Linked DNA regions of Mus musculus: regions 1 and 2 are each linked to region 3. The links are chromatin contacts, called in public HiChIP or PLAC-seq and Micro-C maps. All regions are on one chromosome and are shown on one strand. The core of a region is the stretch at or near the end of the contact, and the rest is flanking DNA. Distances in the headings are between cores, read along the strand shown.

Region 1 (3,210 bases), core at 177-2,676, 97 kb before region 3:
CCGGTTGTGATTCTTGTCTTTCCATTCTGACTAAAAGGGCCAGGATTGATTGCTGCAGGGACTCTTCTAACACGGGGGGCCTTCTATCCCCGTATCTCTCAACCCCCCAGTTCTACACACACAGCCAATGTGGCCCCTCTCAGAGCCTGAATGATCTACTGCTCCCCTGCTGCTGTGATCCCTTCAGTTCCAGGCCCCATTGCAAAGGCTTGGACTTCTCCTTAGCCCGCCTTGTTGGTCTGGTATGCTTTGTTCCTGCCTCCTAGCCCTTTTCACCACCGAGCCTGACAAGCTTTCTTCTGGGACTGTCTTCTGCTAGCTTTAATTTTCTAACCCTGTCTTGATTCTTGGCTTTAGTGCTGTTTGGTTCCGGAAGTCTTGCCCGATGGCTTCTCTCACAGCATTCAGCACTATCCTTTCTTAACGCCGATCCATCTGTATGCTTCCTAATTCATTTAAGCCCTGTCTGTCCTCTTCTGTTGTTGTGTTAAATGCAAGGACCGTGGGAAGAAAACAATTTGCTGTGGATTAAGGTTCTAAAGGTCTAGATGTGCAGGTGAACAGGAAACTGATTGGCTATGCTCCAGACAAACCTAGGAAGCCGTGTAAGCTAACTGGAAATGGAGCAAGCTAAGGATTCTCCAAGCCCGTCCTTAGTGATGTCCTGCTTCCTTCTTCTAAAGGTTCCACAACTCCCTTACACATCAGCACCAACTGGGGACCACGTGTTCAAGCACATGAGCTGGATGGGGGACATTTCTCATTCAAAGAACAGCACTATCCCTTAGCTCCAAGTTTTCCCAGGAGAGGCCTTGTCTGTTTCCTAGCAAGACCTACTGTGTGCTCCTCACACAGTGGGCATGTCTCAGTTCCCCCATTCAAGTGGTCCTGAGGTCTGAGTATCTACCTGTTGACTTGGGTTCTTCACACAGATAAACCACTAGGGATATAACCTTTAGCCCAATGAGTGAATGGCCCTCTGGGAGTAGAGATGTTGGCTGAGGTATTCAAAGGGCTGGTACAGGTGTGTCAAGAACATTCTGTTTGAGCTGAGTTCGGCTTGTAACTTGCTATATAATGCTTCAGGTGTCAAGACTCTTGACACCCCAAGTGGACCAAACTCTTGCTGCTCCCTAACAGCTCTGTCAGAAGCAGGGTATATAAGTTAACTTGACATGATATTCTTAGTGAATCCCTGGGATTATAAAAATCTCTGCTAAAGTTCCGTTTTAGCTTTGACAGAAACCTGGCCACTGCCTTAGCTTTCTGAATCTATCCCCACTTGAAGAGAGAGAGAGAGAGAGAGAGAGAGAGAGAGAGAGAGAGAGAGAGAGAGAGAGAGAAGAAAGCTGACCTGTCAACTCGTGTTTGCAGCAGCTTTGTGAACTCTGTGTTTCCCCAAAGATTCCCACAGAGGCTCCGAGGGCGGGATCTCCTCCTCTGTCCTCTACTGCCTCCCACCCCTCTTAGATGTTTCTTGTTGTTTTCCCTTGTTCTTTTCACTGGCAAGCCAGGGAGGGAAGTATTTTAGGGTAGGAACCAGAGTGCCGAACCTGGAGGCCTGGCGGTCTCTTCAGCTGGGTGGCGGTGGGCAAGCCTTCCCTTCCATCTGTTGATAATAGAGTTGATATGAGCGAGCTATCTCTGTGCAGCTTGCTGCCCCAGGCCGCCCCACTTCCTGCTGTCACAACCTTCCAGCTGCAGAATACAGGCCGACAACTCTTCTGCAGCAGTTTAAGGCTTACATAGCGTCCCTTTCCCATCTCACCTGTCACCCTTGATGGCAAAGGTTGCCTTTCTTTTCCTTCAGCCTTCCTGCCTCTTTCTCCTAGCTTTGGCTTATTTTGGGGAGTGGCCACGCTAACTGTGTACAGACTTGGGTCAGACTTGGAAATGGCTTTGTCCCCCTCATTCAAAGCTCACTGACTTAACTAAAACGACATTGGGATGCTCAGATTTAAATTCTGCCCCAGCTAGCTGGCTTTGGGTAGGATCCTTCAGCTTCTTGAGTTCCCCTTCACCTTCCTTATCTATAAAATAGGAATGATAACAGACCCCACTTCTGCGGAGCCTGTGAGGAGTCAGTAGCCCAGAGGTCGGTCATTTAGTGGCGTTGAGTGGCTTTTCAGTGTTAGCCACTTCAAATGCTGGTTTCTTCCGATGTCAACCCCAGCAGGCCTACACTGTGTCCTTTAACTGGCTCAGACAGTATGTCGCCGTGCGTAGGGAACTGTGACTGAGACTTTGCAGGTCAACAGATTTGCTACGTGAAGAACAGGTCTGCAGTGGGCAGCTAAGGAGGAGAGCATGGAAACCCAGGCCCGGAGGAAAGATTCTCTTTCCGAGTAGGTGCAAGAGGTGGTCTGTAGGATCAGGGCCTCTGCAGATGGGGAGGGGAAAGACAGTGCTTGGACAAGGCAGACTGCATCTCATGTGTCAGAGTTAATAAAGTCTACACACCCGTTTAACCACATGCGCCCTTGAGTTGTGTTAGTATTTTCCAGGCATCCATGTAAGGACTTATTTATATTTATTTTTGTTGCTTCAAGACAGTGTCTCCTGGAGCCTACGCTGGTCTTGATTTCCTATGTAGCCCTTAGTTCCTTGTTCTCCTGCTTTCTGGCTGCAGCTTCTTCCAATATGATTGCGTCTGGAGATAATTGTTCCTTCCTAGGGACATAGATGTTTCTGTTGGTTCCTGAAAGACCTATGGTTTACTGGCCTGTGCCCCTGGGGGATAAAATAGGGAGACAGAAAGGAAGTAGCTGGACTGAACAGAATGCAGTGTGAGATCTGTTTTTTGCGGAATTCAGATGCAGGGAGGGGTGAGAGTTCTGTTTGATTATCAGTGTCCCATGCAGAGGACTCAGGGAGAAGCACCGTGCAGGGCTGTGATCACTGTTCCCATGGGTGGACCCTCTTTAGACGTTTTCCTCATCTGGGCCCCTCCATATTCAGTCTCAGTGACTCCAGACAGCATAGTCACTCTCAGGTGCTCACCGTATCCCAAACACCCACTGAGGGCCTGGTACTTGGCTCACACAGACGATTTTGATGCCCATTGAGCCTGGAGGCACTCACAGTCCATTTCTTCCCTACTTACCGCCCACTCATAAAGATGGCCTCTCAGTTGCTAACGGTGGGAGAGTGAAGAGAATCCAGAGCCCCTGAGCCCAGCATCGGGCTCCTGTGAAGTTAAATGCGCCATTC
Region 2 (3,412 bases), core at 402-2,901, 66 kb before region 3:
AGCAGGAACCCCAAGGCAGGAACTGAAACCAAAGCCATGGGGCGTTGATTACTGGCCTGTTCCTCATGGTTTGCTCAGGTCGCTTTCTTATAGCACCCAGGGCCACCATCCCAGGGTGGCATAGCCTACAGTGAGCCAGGCCCACCACTACTGATCATTAATTGAGAAAATGCACTACAGATTGTCCTAGAGGTCATCTAGTGGGAGCATTTTCTCAGTTGAGGTTCTGTCTTCCCAGGCACGTCTACGTTTGTCCTAAGTTGACATCAAACTGGCCAGTACACTTCCATTACCAGCATATCTTCCAAAATAAGATAAAAAGAAATAAATTGGCTTAAGTGTGTGCTAATAGGAGAAACTAAGGTCAAAGATGTTGTAAATACCATTGACTATTATCTAATACTCTTTAAAAAAAAAACACTCTCTGCAGCAGAGATCAAATTAGGGCAACTACTCCTTGAAAGCATGCATCTCCCTCATTTAGCCTGGCCACCTAGGTCTGGGTTAACTTTGTTGGCAGAGCTTTCTAAATTTTCTCTACTCCTGAACCCTTTTTACTAAGAAAATCCGACGTGACTTTATAGGTTTATAGAGTAGACATTTATCAGGAATTTACTGATAGCAAATCATCAGAAAATGTTCTTTAAAACAATCCTTTGATATACACAGATTTTTACCATTTTTCGAGGTTGATGGCAGGTTTGTTTACTAATGAGATTGCCGTGATTATTTTCACTCAGAGTTAAATCTTGGCTGAATGTTTGAATGTCTTCGGCATTTTTCATATCTGATAACTGTTTTCATTTTATCATTGTTCAGAATACCATGTTATCACATGATCACGTCGTATAAAAAAGCAGAAGTATGTTTACAAGTACTTACTTTGGAAACTGTTGGAAATTCTGTTCTAATCCTAAACCAAAATTCATTTAATGAATTTTCAAACCTGTTTTGTTTTGTTTTGTTTTTTGTTTTTTGTTTCCAAGACAGGATTTCTCCCTGTAGCTTGGCTGTCCTGAAACTCACTCTGTAAACCAGGCTGGCCTGGAACTCATAGATCCACCTGCCTCTGCCTCCTGAGTGCTGGGGTTAAAGGTTTGTACCACTATCTCCCAGCTTATTTAATGATTTTTAAGTCAGCAACTCAACATCAATGTGTACAATCAAAAGTTTTAACACAGTATAGTTTGAAAAGATGCTGGTTTGATGCCCATGCATTTGAACACACACATAAACATACACACACCTACAGAAAATCTTTGTTTTCCATAAGTAAGCTGTAATGTTTCTGTAAGAGCAGAAGGCTTGATATGAGTGGTTAATAAACAAGTCAAACACTGCAGTTTATGGTCTCAGCCATGCCATTTTAGACAAAGTCCTTCTCATTGCATGGCGTGGACAGCACATATCGTACGAAGTATGTGTGTTATATGTTAAGAACCTCTATCCTTAATTGTCTGGCCCCATGTTGGGCTCTGATCCACAGTTTAAGAAGTTGTGTCTTGGGCACAACTGTCTGTCTCTAGTCATTGCTGCCTCCCAGTGATCCGTCTCATCAGCAGCCCTTCCTGCATTACAGAACAGAGCCACCAGTAGACAGGAGGCAGCTAATGTTTAAGGAGGCTGCAGGTCTGGCTGCAGCATTTCCTGTCTTGCAGATTGATGGTGTCTAGCTCTTCGGCTGATGTCATCGTGCATCTGTGTTTCAGAGTGCGTGTAACAGGGGAGGAGGCTGGTTTTAACGAAGCAAACTCATTACCCCTTGAGGGAGGAAGGGGAAGCTCCTGGCTTCCTCCTGTTTGATTTGTTGGCTTCATGGGGGGGGGGTGGGGGGGACAAATGACTGTGTCATCCTATAGGAGAATGCTACTTTCTCTTTGACATATAAATAAACAGCCTTCCACGTTTGATTTGTTCATTTATTTTACCACTGCTGGAACTGTTAGTTTTTAAAAACCATGTCATGTTACTTTATTGTATTTTGACTTTCATTTTTGGAATGGGAAGAAGAGAACCAATAAATATGTCTCTGAGTTTTATTAGGTAAGAAGTGGAGGACTCTTAACTGCAAATGACCACTAGGAACCAGAGTCCTCTAAAGTCTGATAGATGAGCCAATAAACCAAACAAATCCCAGGGAGGAGGACAGGGGCTAAATTGTTTCTGGAAATATCTTTGTCACAAGGACTCACCTTGTATCCATTCATTAAAAGAAAGCATTAAAATATCCTCTCATCTCCTGTCCCCTTTATCTGTTAGAATGCAGGTAGTAATTAGTACCTCTGCTTATTTTTGTTAAAAGCATATGTCCGGCCTGCAGGTATCCAGAATATAGAAGTGTTAGGTGTTAGCTTTCAAGAGCTTCTAGATTCTTATTAACTTGAGTGGTGCCGAGACAAAAGTGTATTTGGCAACTGGTCCTAAGTCATGTGTATTTTCCCTCTTCATGGTCCTGGTGCTCAGGTTTTTGGAACTGGCATCAAGGCTCTTGTAACCTTCTGTTTTTCCAATCTGTCTGTCATTATCAGTTTGTCATTCCCAAACCTGACCTGAGCAGTGGGTGTCCAAGCCCATGCCAGGTAGCTACTTAGATAAAGGAATGGTTTAGGTAGAAGTCTCTCACCACTCTGTTGCTAGGTTACTGAACCCTGAAGAACTGGGCCCTAAACATATCGTTTATGCTCCAAATTTGTTATTTATGGTTGCAAGCAGATGCCGTTCATAATTGGGGGAAACAATGAGATATAGAATGAATAAAATGAAATAGTTGGACACAGTACCTCAACAGATAACTACAGGTGGGTGTCTAGGACATGTTCAGCGAAGGAGACTGGTTTGAAGTTACTGTTTATGCCCAGGGAGTTGTGGGCCACCTTTGCAGAGCTGTGAAGTTCATTCAGTCATGAACTTGAATCCTGTAACCAGAGCTAGTTGATGAGGCTGCAGTCTGGTGTTCCTGGGCTAGAGTGAGATTAAACGCATCAATTTTGGATATAGGATTTAAATTTTTTTTTCATTCTTTTATTTACATTTTCCACTAAAATGTCTTCCTTATTCATATTTTAATCATATGGGAAGTTTTTAAAAAAGAAATAACCCTTATTCAGAGACAACATTTACCAAACATTTGGCCTCTTTTAAACAGCTATGGATAGTAATTTTCAGTTTTGCCTTTCATAAATGTTTCTCTTAAAGGCAAAATTACTATTGGTGTCTTATCTCTAAACACGTCTGCTTTATAACCAGCATCTAAGCTAACAAATGTTAGATTCCTACTTTTTGCAAAGATTTGCACAGGACCAGGGTCATTGAAAACACAACTGGTCCTCAAAATTTACAAATGACACCAAGAAGAAAGTTCACAGTACAAAACAACAGTATGGACGATCCCCCAAGGCTGTGCATAATTATT
Region 3 (3,436 bases), core at 676-3,175:
CCTACTCCCATTCCTGGTCCTGGCATTCCCCTGGCATTCCCCTGGACGCTCATCCCCTATGCCACTTGCAGCTGCCTAATTGAGCAGAAACCCCAGCCATTCTGGATCTTTGGTGGTGTGGAGATTGAGACATGCTGGCTTCCAGTCTCTAATAATAAACCACTTAGCTCCTTAGGAAGAAGTTTTTTTCTGCATCTCTGATAATGTATTGGGGTATAGAGCCTTCACAGGACCAAGGGCCTCTCCCCCCATTGATGACCGACTAGGCCATCCTCTGCTACATATACTACCAATCAAAGAAAACACATGGTGGAACTTGTGGCTCCAGCTAAGATCTTTTAAGATGAAAGGAGCCCGAGTCAGGGCGACTGGACTGGATGGCATTTCCCCCATTGGTTGAACACAATCGTCTAAGGACTTAGGAAAATCAGAGCTTTCCTACTTCATTGCGATCACATTCCTTGATAAAAGTTTTAGCCACTCAACCAAGAAGTACACATGGGCTGGTCCAAGGCCCCTGACACATATGTGGCAGAGAACTACCTTCTTTGGCCTCCATGGAAGAGGATGCACCTACTCCTGTAGAGCTTTGATGCTCCAGGGAAAGGGACTGTAGGGGGGAGGGTGCACCCTCTCAGAAGTGAAGAGGGAGAGGGTACAGAACTCTGGGAGGGGATACCAGGAGGGGGGAAACATTTGGGATGTAAATAAATAAATAAGAAAAACAATGTTAAAAAAAAAGTTTTGGCCAAATCTTTTCAAAATCTACTGCATCAACTTTGGGGATGGGAGGTTGAGAGGAGGTCTGAGCTAGTGCAGGGTAGACTAAAATTTGCTCTGTAGCCAGCATTTGCCTTGAACGCCTGATCTTCTTGCCTCTGCCTCCCAAGTACGGAGTTCATAGGCATGTGCCACTAGGCCTGGCTTATGTGGATTCCTTTGATCTTGGTAATTCACCTGTAGGCCTTATTATGTGTGGTATATTAGTTACTTGTTACTCTGTTAGGAGTTGCCATGGAAATTTAGCATAAAACAAGTACTTATTTCCTGTCATCGTTTCTGAGCTCAGGATCAGGGCAATTAGGTTCAAGTTCATGGTATTTCATGGGATTGCACTCGGCCAAGTGTCTAAGATACAAGTAGGGCTAGAGGATTCTATTCTAAGTTCCCTCATGGCTGTGTGGATGCTGCAACACCAACCTGTATGTGCTCATAGTAAAGCTGCTGGCTTCTGCCAGAGCATAATCCCAGAGGCAGAGCCTGCAAGCAAGAGAGCCCCCTGAGAGGGAAGCCTCCACCTTTCATTATCTCGGAGGTGGCTTGCCCACATTTCTACAACACATCATTGGTGACATAGGCCAGGCGATGAGAAGAGACTGCCCAAAGGTGTGACCTCTGGAGATTGGAATTTCAGGAGGACACTTGGAGATTTCAAGATCTCAACACAAGCCCCAGGGAAGCGCCACCAAGCCACATGGTCACCAGCCCATGAAATGATGGTGAATTATATTGTAGGCTCTGTTGCAACCTGTTAAGATCTGTGTATGCAGATACGAAAATATCTAAATTATACTAGTAAATAAAGAATTATGATAGGAAGTGATATATCACTGCCTGAATTTTACGTAAATTTTAAAATAGGTTCGCATGCAATCTGGTATGCTATTCTTTTAAGAATGGAAAACTGTTACCAGCAACTGGATCTTCCATCTCTTCCTTTCCCTGGTGAGGAGTTTTTAGAGCTTTGAAATTGAGGCAGCTCCCTCTGTAGGGATGGCTTATCCCCCTGTCTACTCTGAGCACTTGGGTCCTTCCCCCCCCCCCCCCCCCCGACACAGTTCTCTCCTGCTCCAGACTGAGGCCTGCAGGCAGATATGCTGAGGCTGTAACCATTCCCCCACCAGCCTCGGCTTCTCCTTGGCAGTGTGCCACTCAGTTTGCAGCCTGCATGACAGAGGAGCTCTGCCTTTATGTCCTCAGATAACTGGGCAGGAACTCTGGTCTCAACTCGTGTCCCCAGATGCCTCATCTATCTAGAGTCTCCTGAGTCACTGGAACTCTGTCTCGTTGGGCTCTGTCTCAGCTTGGGCACGCCGTCTAAAAGCCCCTTCAGCTCCAAGCTGGCGTTGAGGGACAGCCAGCCTGACTCTGCAGTTTTCTAGAAGCAGCATGTTTCCTTCCAGCCCTAGAGGGAAATGTTTGAATGAAAATTCTTCAGATTATGAACGGATAGATGCATCTGTTGGTCTGCCAGGTTCTCCTCACTGTCTGTGGGGTCCTCACTCAGTGGTGCGTATGTAAATCTAGGCATTTCCTTCGTGCTCCTTGTTGAGTATTTCTTTCAATAGAACGTCTCCATGGCCATCCTTTTCAGTAATGCATTCCTTAAATACACTCTTTAGCATTTTCTTTAACAGTGGCAGAGGTAATGACCAAAAAGCCTAGTTCCTGCTGTGGTGGCTCTTGGCTCTCCAGTAGGAAAGCCTGATGCTTTTCAGCTAACTATAAATGACTACCCAGCCCCTTAAGTGCTGGGAATGGAAAGGCTTGTTCTATATGCAAAGCTAGACCTGCAGGATCAATGCAAGATTATGTATTGCCTTTGTACAAATTAGGAAGGAAAATCTCCTCCGTGTGGACAAATTGCAAGGCAGCCTCCAGGTGTGTGCAGACTTGCTGGCAGAGTCTGGCAGGTTGCTGGCCCTTTTTCTAGTTCTCACAAAGACTTTCTTTTCTCCAGTTGGACACAGCCCAGTCCCAGCACTCGTATCTTAGCCTCTGCTTTAATGACAGCTTGTCCAGTTGATGGCCTAGCCCAGGTTCTGGGCACTGGCTGACCTGGAGGATCAGTGTAAGCCTACAAGGATCTCAGGATGAATTGCTAATAACTATAGCCCTTTAGGCAAAGGAAACTATACATCAGGAGTCAACAAAGTTGGGCCAGGGAGAGAGGTCACATTAGAGTGTTGCTGAATAAGCAGAAGGTCCTAAGTTGGGAGCCCCCAGACCGACATGAAAAGCCAAGTGCAGCAGGCAGTGTCTACAGTCCCAGTCCTAGGGAGGTGGGAACAGCAGGTAGCTTGCTCTTTGTTTTCCATCTAGCTCACTTCATGAGCTCCAGTTATAGTAAGAGACCCTGATATCAAAAGATAAGGTGGAGAATGATTGGAGACTCAGTGCATGTTTGTACAAGCATATGCCTAAACACACACATACACACACACACACACACACACACACACACACACACACGCAGGCCACCAAAGTAGGAGAAACCTTGAGCTCTTCCAGGAACTAAGTTTAGAGAAAAGCAAAGGAGGAAAAGATCTGGTTAGGGTCTTCTAGGACAAGGCTCCAGAGTGGCACTGAGCGTGCTCTTCATGGGCAAGCTAAGACATACAAGTAAAATGCTGTCCTTGTCTATAGAAGGGTCTGG

Evidence for each region. Hi-C and Micro-C count contacts between places; a contact is called where the count stands out from the background. HiChIP or PLAC-seq counts read pairs in DNA pulled down with a chosen protein or histone mark.
Region 1: a Micro-C map of the G1E-ER4 cell line shows a contact between it and region 3. The contact joins two enhancer-like sites. A contact is called at or near these places in 4 of 484 Hi-C or Micro-C datasets (ECoMG-derived neutrophils, the G1E-ER4 cell line and epidermal suprabasal cells), 3 of 115 datasets of contacts at active chromatin or transcription factors (the NIH/3T3 cell line, embryonic stem cells and fibro-adipogenic progenitors) and 2 of 9 other capture datasets (adipose tissue and liver).
Region 2: an H3K27ac HiChIP or PLAC-seq map of the HPC-7 cell line shows a contact between it and region 3, with 7 times the contacts expected there. The contact joins two enhancer-like sites. A contact is called at or near these places in 15 of 484 Hi-C or Micro-C datasets (the G1E-ER4 cell line, the HPC-7 cell line, the N1E-115 cell line and 9 more), 3 of 115 datasets of contacts at active chromatin or transcription factors (CD8 T cells, the HPC-7 cell line and embryonic stem cells) and 2 of 9 other capture datasets (bone marrow-derived macrophages and liver).

Annotation. Positions count from the first base shown.
Region 1 is chr1:152,048,672-152,051,881 of GRCm38.p6, reverse strand. All of the region lies in intron 1 of 1700025G04Rik (RIKEN cDNA 1700025G04 gene), which reads left to right. Among named protein-coding and RNA genes, the nearest start is that of 1700025G04Rik, 40 kb to the left of the region's middle. Within about 2 kb of position 1,426, at least 13 of the 459 cell types and tissues checked have an H3K27ac peak or open chromatin away from gene starts, as enhancers often do. A contact at or near this core is called in the G1E-ER4 cell line, where this site is marked.
Region 2 is chr1:152,017,635-152,021,046 of GRCm38.p6, reverse strand. All of the region lies in intron 1 of 1700025G04Rik (RIKEN cDNA 1700025G04 gene), which reads left to right. Among named protein-coding and RNA genes, the nearest start is that of 1700025G04Rik, 71 kb to the left of the region's middle. Within about 2 kb of position 1,651, at least 112 of the 459 cell types and tissues checked have an H3K27ac peak or open chromatin away from gene starts, as enhancers often do. A contact at or near this core is called in the G1E-ER4 cell line, the HPC-7 cell line, the N1E-115 cell line and 2 more, where this site is marked.
Region 3 is chr1:151,952,315-151,955,750 of GRCm38.p6, reverse strand. All of the region lies in intron 3 of 1700025G04Rik (RIKEN cDNA 1700025G04 gene), which reads left to right. Among named protein-coding and RNA genes, the nearest start is that of 1700025G04Rik, 140 kb to the left of the region's middle. Within about 2 kb of position 1,925, at least 79 of the 459 cell types and tissues checked have an H3K27ac peak or open chromatin away from gene starts, as enhancers often do. A contact at or near this core is called in the G1E-ER4 cell line, the HPC-7 cell line, the N1E-115 cell line and 2 more, where this site is marked.